Regions from separate parts of the Mus musculus genome. Here region 1 is linked to region 2. The links are chromatin contacts, called in public promoter capture Hi-C maps. All regions are on one chromosome and are shown on one strand. The core of a region is the stretch at or near the end of the contact, and the rest is flanking DNA. Distances in the headings are between cores, read along the strand shown.

Evidence for each region. Capture Hi-C pulls out chosen DNA fragments and counts their contacts.
Region 1: a contact with region 2 is called in a promoter capture Hi-C map of adipose tissue, with 2.3 times the contacts expected there. A contact is called at or near these places in 3 of 39 promoter capture datasets (the C10 cell line, the SN4741 cell line and liver), 4 of 130 datasets of targeted methods (bone marrow-derived macrophages, memory CD8 T cells and pancreatic cancer cells) and 1 of 9 other capture datasets (adipose tissue).

What each region holds. Positions count from the first base shown.
Region 1 is chr19:5,507,323-5,511,952 of GRCm38.p6, forward strand. It overlaps Snx32 (sorting nexin 32), which reads right to left and starts at 3,195. Exons shown (of 13, transcript NM_001024560.3): 1 at 3,011-3,195. The coding sequence starts at 3,049. It also overlaps the pseudogene Gm31166.
Region 2 is chr19:6,065,452-6,070,076 of GRCm38.p6, forward strand. It overlaps Tm7sf2 (transmembrane 7 superfamily member 2), which reads right to left and starts at 2,399. Exons shown (of 10, transcript NM_028454.2): 1 at 2,218-2,399; 2 at 1,672-1,868; 3 at 1,517-1,571; 4 at 1,048-1,242; 5 at 860-963. The coding sequence starts at 2,269. It overlaps Vps51 (VPS51 GARP complex subunit), which reads right to left. Exons shown (of 10, transcript NM_001081041.1): 6 at 4,407-4,622; 7 at 4,014-4,232; 8 at 3,575-3,696; 9 at 3,404-3,491; 10 at 2,391-2,924. The coding sequence ends at 2,664.

The sequences.
Region 1 (4,630 bases), core at 1,945-4,444, 560 kb before region 2:
CAACTACAGTGTACTTACATATAATAAATAAACAAGTTTTTTTAAAAAAACTATTATGTTATCTTATGTGTATAAGTGGTTTGCCTGTAATTATATCTGTGGTCCATGTATGTGCCTGTGGAGAACATGCAGAGGCCATCTGATATACATATACACACTCTCTCTTTTTCTGTGTCTCCAAATAAATAAATAAATAAATAAATAAATAGATAAATAAAATAAAATAAAATAAAATAAAATGTTAAAATAAACCAAGGGGCTGGTGAGATGGCTCAGTGGGTAAGAGCACCCGACTGCTCTTCCAAAGGTCCGGAGTTCAAATCCCAGCAACCACATGGTGGCTCACAACCATCCGTAACAAGATATGACTCCCTCTTCTGGAGTGTCTGAAGACAGCTACAGTGTACTTACATATAATAAATAAATAAATAAATCAAAAAAAATAATAAACCAAGTTGTGGCACATGTCTTTAATCCTAGCACTCAGGAGGCAGAGACAGGAGGATGAATTTCTGAGTTCTAAGTCATCCTGGTCTACATATCGAGTTTCAGGACAGCCAGGGCTACACAGAGAAACCCTGTCTCAATAAACGTAGTAGCAGTAGTAACAATAATAATAATAATAATAATAATGGTAATAATAATAATGGACCTAATAGTGATAATAATGGACCCAATGTCTTCTTAAGCAAGTTTAGCCCAAATAGATTAGGTAATTTTCAGGGCTTAGACCAATGCCGTGAAACAACTGTAACTTTATCAAGTATGAAGCAAGCATTTGCTGACTTGCTTATAGGAACTGAATGTGCGGTGGGAAACCTCTCCAAGTTATCTCTAAATGTAGATGTGCCCGAGCTAAATACCTTGAGGCAGGCAAGGCAAGATCTCTCTTTTTTTTTATTGTTTTTGTTTGTGTGCATATGTGTGCGGGCACAAGTGTGTCATGGTAGTATATGGAGACCAGAGGACAACTGGTAGGAGTCTCTCCTTCTATCATGTTGGTCTTGGGATCAAACTTAGGTTGTCAGGCTTGGTGGCAAGGCCTTGACCCAAAGAGCCATCTCACTGGCCAGAAATATCTTTTCTAGTTTCTTTGAGTTGACACATTTGTACATATTTTTAGGTACAGTGATGATAATTTGGAATATGCATATAATAGAAACAGTCAGATCAGGGGATTACCATCTCCTCCTCCTCCTCTCCCCCCCCCCCCACTCCTTCTTTTCTGAGACAGGATTTCTCTGTATAGCCCTGGCATCAGAGCCCCAGTAGCTGGAGCTACAGGCAGTTCAGAGATTCCTAATTTGGGTGCTGAGAACCAAACTCAGGTCCTTTACAAGAGTCGCAAGAGCACCTAAGGACTGGGCAATCTCTCCAGCTTTGCCTTTGAAATTGAAAGATCTTTTGTGAAGGCAGTATTTAATCTAGAGAATGAATATTAAAAAGAATTTTCAGAAAATATTGCCTGTACAAATCTGGGCACATTCATCAGTTTAATAATTCAACTTTCAGAACGCATTCTCAGTACCCACTCAGGAATAGCACCCACAACAATACCAGTAGGTAATATTTATATTTGGCCTTATAATATATTAGGCATTGTTCTAATAAATAAATTTATGGGGCTGGAGAGATGGCTCAGAGGTTAAGAGCACTGACTGCTCTTCCAGAGGTCCTGAGTTCAAATCCCAGCAACGCCATGGTGGCTCACAACCATCCATAATGAGAACTGATGCCCTCTTCAGGTGTGTCTGAAGACAGCTACAGTGCACTTACATATAATAATAAATAAATCTTTGGATCAGAGCGAGTGAGGCCGGAGCAAGCGGGGCCAGAGTGAGCAGAAGTCCTGAGTTCAATTCCCAGAAACCACATGATGCCTCACAACCACAAGTACAGCTACAGTATACTTATAAACATAAAATAAATAAATCTTTTAAAAAATAAATTTATGTATTTATGACAAACTCTCACACTGTAGTTCCAGCAGGCCTTAAACTCGTGGTTATCCTCCTGCCCCACCCTCATAAGTGCTGGGATTATATCTGGCTTCTAATCACTTTATAAACATGTTCTAAGCATACACACACACACACACACACACACACACACACACGGCATATGTACATATATACATCCTTTTACTATTGAGACAGGATCTCACTATATAGCCCTGGCTTGCCTATAACACTCTATGTAGACCAAGCTGGCCTTGAACTCATAAAGGTCTTCCTGTTTCTGCCTCTGCTTCTACCGCTGAAATTCCAGGATTAAAGGTGTGTCTCACCATGCCTGGCTATTTATATACATTTCTATATGAACATGTATAAACAGAAAGCCATGGCCAGCCCTCCAAATTCCATTTGAATCCCAAATGCCACTTCTTGGATTGTGTGACACTACCAAGGCAGGCTTTCTGCCCTCACTCCCCCCCTTCAAACACAGGCAGACTAGCTCTTTGCTGCAGCAGGACCCCTTGTCCTTGGTTTTCTTCTTGATGTCTATCTCTACTCTCACCCACTCTGCTTGACAGAGATGTGACTTTCAGAACACAGCACAGCAGCTCCATCCCCTATCTCTGTCCCAGCTCACTACACTCCTACCTCAAGTGAGAGTTGATGCAATCCAAAACAATGAAGCTCCCCAATAACTGCTGACTGAGGCTGAGAGGAATAAACGAAGAATGGATGGATGGTCTTACAAATATATAGGCACGAATACACAGGTGAGCCTGTAAACTCAACAGGACTCTCTCACCCTTCTCAGTCGCTTGCAGACTGCCTTGTTCTCCCCCATCACGACAGTACTGAGTTGATTTGGGGGAGGGGGCAGAGGCGGGATTCCATCTATGCAGGCTGGGACAAAAATCCTGATTATCTTTGCATCCTCAACCTGGCCCTATGCAGGGGCCTTAGAAGCGCCGCATTCCCGTGCTCAGATCTCTCTCCCTGCTTGGTATGGTATGATGAAGTGAGGTGGAGTAGGAAGACGTTTTATTTCCTTCCTTTACCTTACTCTCATTTCCAGCTTCCTGATGTTGCTCCTCCATGGTGCTCCTTAGCTGGGATATACAGGAATCCTACGACAAGCCACGGCCTGCGCGTTCCAAGAGCTTGGGTGAGGGAACCTTGTAGGGATGCTATCAGCTGACATTGACACTAGCTGCGGCCTCCCTGGGTGGGTCCCATTGCCCACAGCTGCTCCTTCTGATTAGACAGCAGTTTTACCACATGAGCCTCTATTGGCTTTGAGGCCTATCAATCTTACGTGGGCATTTAAGCGGCACCAGAAAGCCGGACCAGGATAGGCCAGGGCCTGAGGGTAGAGGTCACGTGTCAGTCCCGCAGGTGGACCCCTACGAATCCGGCCGTTCCGGGACCCGCCTTCTTCTAACGGGCACGAGCAGAGGCGCACATGCGCACTAGGGCAGCTTGGCGCCACCAGGCGGTGGGCGGGGCGGGGAGTCCGGAGGGGGGGCGAGGGTTGGGAGGGAGGTTTGGGTAGGGAGGAATGGGGAACTCGAGTGGGTCAGGGGGTCTAGGGACGAGGGCAGGCTGCAATGTCTGTGGAGAAAGCGCTTCCGTTCCAGTTTTCACACCCGGGCCAGAAAGTACGGAGTAAGCAGCTTAAGGAGCCGCGGGGACGCAATAAGGCCCGGATACCCCGCGCCCATATTCTTCGGGGGGACCAAAGGAAATCGCCACCGAAGTCACACTGCAAGAAGGCGCAAGTGAGAGAGAAAGAGAAGGTGTGGGTACCCTGGAATGGACTCATCGTGATTGGGAAGAGAGTGGAACTCTTGGACAGAAACGTGCAAAAGTCTAACCCAAAGTTGGAATCTGAGGACTGGAAGCTGGAGGGCACCGGGAAGAAGTTCTCAAGAGAGAAATCGGGCCTGCAACAGGAGGCAGTGGTCGCGAAGCTCCTGAGCAGTGTAAGAAGGGCGGTGCAGGCTCGAGCAAGTTTGGAGTATGACAGCCCAGAGATTTGGAGAGAGTTGGAGGATAGACTCAAAGCTGGTGTAACTACGAGTGCAGAGATGACTGCAGAGCGTGGGGAAAACTTGAAATCTAGGGACAGGTTGAGGACCACTGGAGGGGACTTGAGGTCCAGAGGGGATCAGCTGAGGCCGAATGAGGAACTGGAGTCTAGTGGAGAGAACTTGAAAAAACGGGTACCCATTGGAGACAAGGTGGTAGGCAGGGGAGAGAAGCGGAGGTCTTCTGCTGAAAAAATGGACAGTAGGGAGAGGCGGGGGTCTGTTGTAGAGAAAATGGACAGTAGAGAGAGGCGGGGGTCTGTTGTAGAGAAAATGGACAGTAGAGAGAGGCGGGGGTCTGTTGTAGAGAAAATGGACAGTAGAGAGAGGCGGGGGTCTATCAGAGAGAAGACGGACAGTGAAGAGAAGCGGGGATCCATTAGAGAGAAGGCGACAGAGAGTAGACAGAGGCGGGGGTCCATCAGAGAGAAGGTATCAGACAGTGGAGAGAGGCGGGGATCCATCAGAGAGAAGATGTCAGACAGTGGAGAGAGGCGAGGATCCATCAGAGAGAAGATGTCAGACAGTGGAGAGAGGCGAGGATCCATCAGAGAGAAGATTTCAGACACTAGAGAGAGGCGGGGGTCCATC
Region 2 (4,625 bases), core at 1,149-3,648:
GATCAAAGGCATGCCCTACTACACCCAGCCCTCACAGGAAATTGTAGAAGAAAATTTCATTCAATCCTGTTTTATGAGTGAGAAAATAACCTTATATTCTGGCATATATGTTGACAGGCCAGTCTCCGATTAATGTTGGGACTAGGCCTGGTGGGATTGTAGTAACTGTAATCCTAGTTACTTGATTAGCTGAGGGAAGTAGAAGGAACCTTGATTTTGAGACTAGTCTGGACTATCCGAGTGAGACCTGTTTCAAAACTAAACCAAATCCAAACTCAGATTCAGTGGACATGGGCACTCCTGCCTCTACAGTGAAGGCAGGACCTTGCCTGAGCCCCTTTGGAGCTCTTGGCCACCACCCATGTACCCCATGTACATGTGATCTTAACACAAGAACAGCTGGCCTGTTGTCAAGGCCACCAATGACAAACAAGGTGTTAAATCTGACAATCCCTGGAGGCAGTTGCCTGGTCCTTCAAGCTTCTCCTTAGCTGTCTTTGAAGTTGATTTTATATTTGGCCGCTACATCCGAAGCTGCACCTGCTTTCCCAGCTCGCTGCCTGCTTTGCTCCCCCATACAGCCTGTCATCACTGTGGTATAGATTTAGTTTTGTGGTGCTAGGGTTGGAATCTAGGGCTTTATGTACATAAGCCAAATGCGCGCGCTCTCTCTCTCTCTCTCTCAAGATTTTATATTAAAAACCCTCTTGTTCTATTAAAGCAAAACCATAGGTTCATAACACAGCAACATATTGGCAAATGAATGAATGAATGATTGCTGCCCACCCAGCAATGCTAGCCCACTCTGCTCTTCTCCTGGCCCAAGTCCAGCAGAATTAAGTCCAGCATGTCAGCATACCCAGCCAATGAGGCCAGGTCTCAGCTCACAGAAATATTTGAAGTCAAAGGAACCGAGGCGAGGGTTCAGCTCCCGTCCAAGAAAGAAGTCATACATGGAATTTCCTGGGGAACAACAGAAGGTGAAGGCACACCAGGTATGCATGCATCCCACCTACCTCATCCCTACCTCACTGGGACCCTTCTCACCTGAGTTTCCCCCAGGAGCCAGGGCTGAGGCAGGAGCTACCAAAGCCTTCGCATAGAGGAGGAGGCTGAAGATAAAGCTGGTGAGAGTGGTCGCAAAGGCCAAGGGCAGGAGCATTCCAGGGAGTGCCCCCAGGGGCAGCCCCACTGACACCCCCAGCCCCATCAACAGGGCTGTTAGCACCAGAGCCTGGAAGCCTGAACCACAGCACAGAGTGAGCCCTGGGGTGGCTTGCATACTTCCAAAGCCAACACACACACACACACACACACACACACACACACGCAGTTCTGGGAGAACATTGGCCATTGGCCTGGAGCTGAGTAGTAGCAAAAGAGGTAGATGCACGGCGAGGTTCCCATAAGGGCACAAACATGTCATCAGAGCTGGTCCATAAACCTCCCACCACCCTTGGAACCCACCCCAACCCATGTTAACTGCGATTCAGGGAGGGGGGGGAACCCCAGTCACCATTAATAGGGTAGCGCAGGCGACTCTTGTCCTTCAGTTCCAGGCCTTCGGCCACCTGCGGGTACAGGGCAGGTTTTATAAGAGCTGGGGATGACTTCCCAGGCTCCAGCCCTCCCTGCACCCTCCTCCCTGGTGTGTTAAAACAGATCACACACCTTGCGTGCAGGCAGCAAATAGAGCGCCACCTGCAGGCCGAGCCAGATGAACAATAGCAGCAGAGCCCATGGGCTCCACAGCTCCTCCAGCCCAGGCAGATAGGCCGGTAGGGCCAGGAGGCGCGCCGGGCCCGAGCGAGCCGCCAGGAGCAGGTGGAACATGGTGGCAGGCAGCAGGATCAGTAAAGCCGCGACGCCTGGAAAGAGGGCCACTGTGTAGCGTGACTGCTCCCAAGAGCTCTCTCAAGTCCTCGGGCGCCTTGAGTCACCTGCCTGCTTAGCAGTTTCCCAGCGCCATACTCCTATCTTAATTTTCATCTTGTTCCTCTGCCCTCTGGCATTCCCAAAGACCATCCTGCTCTCCCAACTGTCTTTCATTACACAAACTCCCCGCTGTGCTGCTGTCAGCACTCCCTCCTCTTCTGCAGACACCCCGACACCCGCGCACCGGATCCTTCTGCTCCGAGCCTTCTATAGAGCTCGTATCCTATCCTGCTCCCGTTAAGTGGCATCAGGTCAGCCTCCACCCCAAACCTTCCCATTTACCCAACGGCCCCCCGAATTCCAGTGGGGCCTGGGAGGCCTCACGAGAAGTCATGATCTCTGCTTTGCCGGGGAACAATGGTTCACAAAAGTCGATCAAGGAAACACAAACCGCCCCATGCCGGGTTATGGCTCTGCATCAGACACGGAGGTGGAAAAGCTGCTGCTCTTGTTCATTGATCTTTAAATGGACGCGCCCTCTGCCCACCCTGGGCCCAGCACAGTAGCCAATCAGCGCTGGGAGGCGGGCCCCATGCTGGCGCCTCAGAAGCTTCGGCACTGAAACCCAACCCGGGCGGGTCCCGCCCCTGCAGGCAAGAGGAAGGAGGAGGACACATAAGTTTATTAGAAGGATCCATGAACCCGCCAGCGGGGAAGGGCCTCTAGGATGAGAACAGGGCACAGGGAGGACAGGGCGATAGGGCTACTACGCGACTCGTTGGCAGATTCTAGCCGCGCTCGCAGATGACCTCGACAACACTAGGTTCCATGGGCACTGGGTCGGGACAGCGCAGAGCAGCTGAGGCTACTACTTCGTCCAGCAGCAGGTGCACTAGCTCCTCATCAGCCACAAAGCGCCACAAGTAAAGCTGCAGGAAGTGGCAGTCCACCTGCACCTGCTGCAGCCCAAAGCGCCCAAAGGTGCGTAGGCGCACACACTCCAGTAGTGTCTTCAAGCTGATCTTAATGATGCCAGTCAGCACCGACACCTGCAGGTGGACACAGGGATGCAGCTCAGGATTGCCGTCTTTTGGGGAGGAGGATACATCCAAATTCTGAGCAGAGGCAAGGGAGATAAAGACAGAAATTTCTAGGGCTCAGCTAAGAAGGGAACAATGCAATGTTGCCACCATAAAGGCGAGGGCAGGTAAACCCCGGTGGTCAGATCAGAGATGGGGCCTCATGAATACGATGGGCAGCAGTCACCACTGACTACAAAGTAAAATGGAGGAAAGATATTGCTGAGCTTGGGCTTCGGAGGGGCAGAGATCAAGATATGAGTGGGAACCCCCGATGACTAAAGACTAGTTTGGAGAGTAAAGTGTGGACAAGGTGGTTTTGCTCTGGACCTAGAGACAGAGATTACGTAAAGTGATCTTTAATTCTGCTCAGATGTGGTCCTAGGGCTCTCTGGGTTAGTGTGGGAGCCACCCTTCCCCTGGGATGTAGAGGAGAAGGTACTTCAGACCTTGTTGAATTCCACGGGGCTGAACACATCGATCCGTTCAGAGAACAGCTTCTGAATATTGCTCAGGAGGTTTGTGTCCATGGGAGCACTGGAAGGGGGAAAGAAAGAGTGAGAGGCCACTCTGCCCAGCCTCCCTCTTCTGTCTCTCAGGGAGGCTCCTAGCAGCCTGACCTGGGTGTGTAGCTGGGTGCATAGCGGCCCTGCTGCCGGGAGCTGCTGTACACAGAGAAAGTCCTTTTGCTTGAGTCACTGCTCTGGGCCTTCCGGACACCCTCTTCATACAGGAGCCCCACCTGGGGGAGAAAAGATGCGCTGCAAGGTCAGAGCATGGTTACTGACAAAACCTCCCCTCTCTGCTGGTTGAAGAATCCTAGGTATGGTCACCACCTACACAATCAGGGGAGTGGGAGCAAGGCAGGGAAAACCTAGTCTGAAACCCAGTTTTTAGCTCATCCCTGCTTCAGCTTTTTGGGTGACTTTGGGCCTGCACATCCCACAGGTATGAAATGAGGCTTCTAGTGGCACGACATGGGTACAGCCAGACCCCTTTTGTCTTGGTCCTTGGAATCCAGCATGCATTGGGGTTCCAGCAGCCGGCCTGTGGCAGCACCTGGACATCAATAGCTGTAGTGTCCTCCACCACACGCTTCATGACAGCACGCACGTTCCTAGGCTCCAGAGTACTGAGCCAGTCCCGGGTCTCCACACTCTTACGTAGCATCTGGGATATGACCAGGCCTTGCACCTTCACATAGTGAGTCAGCAGCCGCCGTGCTGTCTCTCTGGCCTCTGCACACAGTGTGCTCACGGGTGTAACGGGAGACTGGTCCTAAGTCACAAAAGCAGAGGACAAAGGTTGCAGGTATTAGAGACAGACCAGAAACCACCACCAATGAGGAGGTGAGCAAATCTTGGGAAACTGAGGCTGAGATGAGTGCAGACCACCAGTCTGGTTCCTGTGTTGACAGCATCATGCCCTTTCCCCTCTCCTGAGCCACTTCACCTGCACCAGAAACTGTTCATCAGTGAGTGTGAGGATGTAGGAGATGGTGGCTGTCTCATAATCCAGGCAGAGGCGAGAGAGCAGCAGGAGCAGGGCAGGCGGCGTGGCACCTCCCTTTTCTCCAGGGCTGTCACAGAAGCTCTGGGCTGTCTGGCACATGGAGCGGATGAAACCCACGATGAGGCCCTCACGAACTCCCTGGCTGCAGAACTCGCCCTG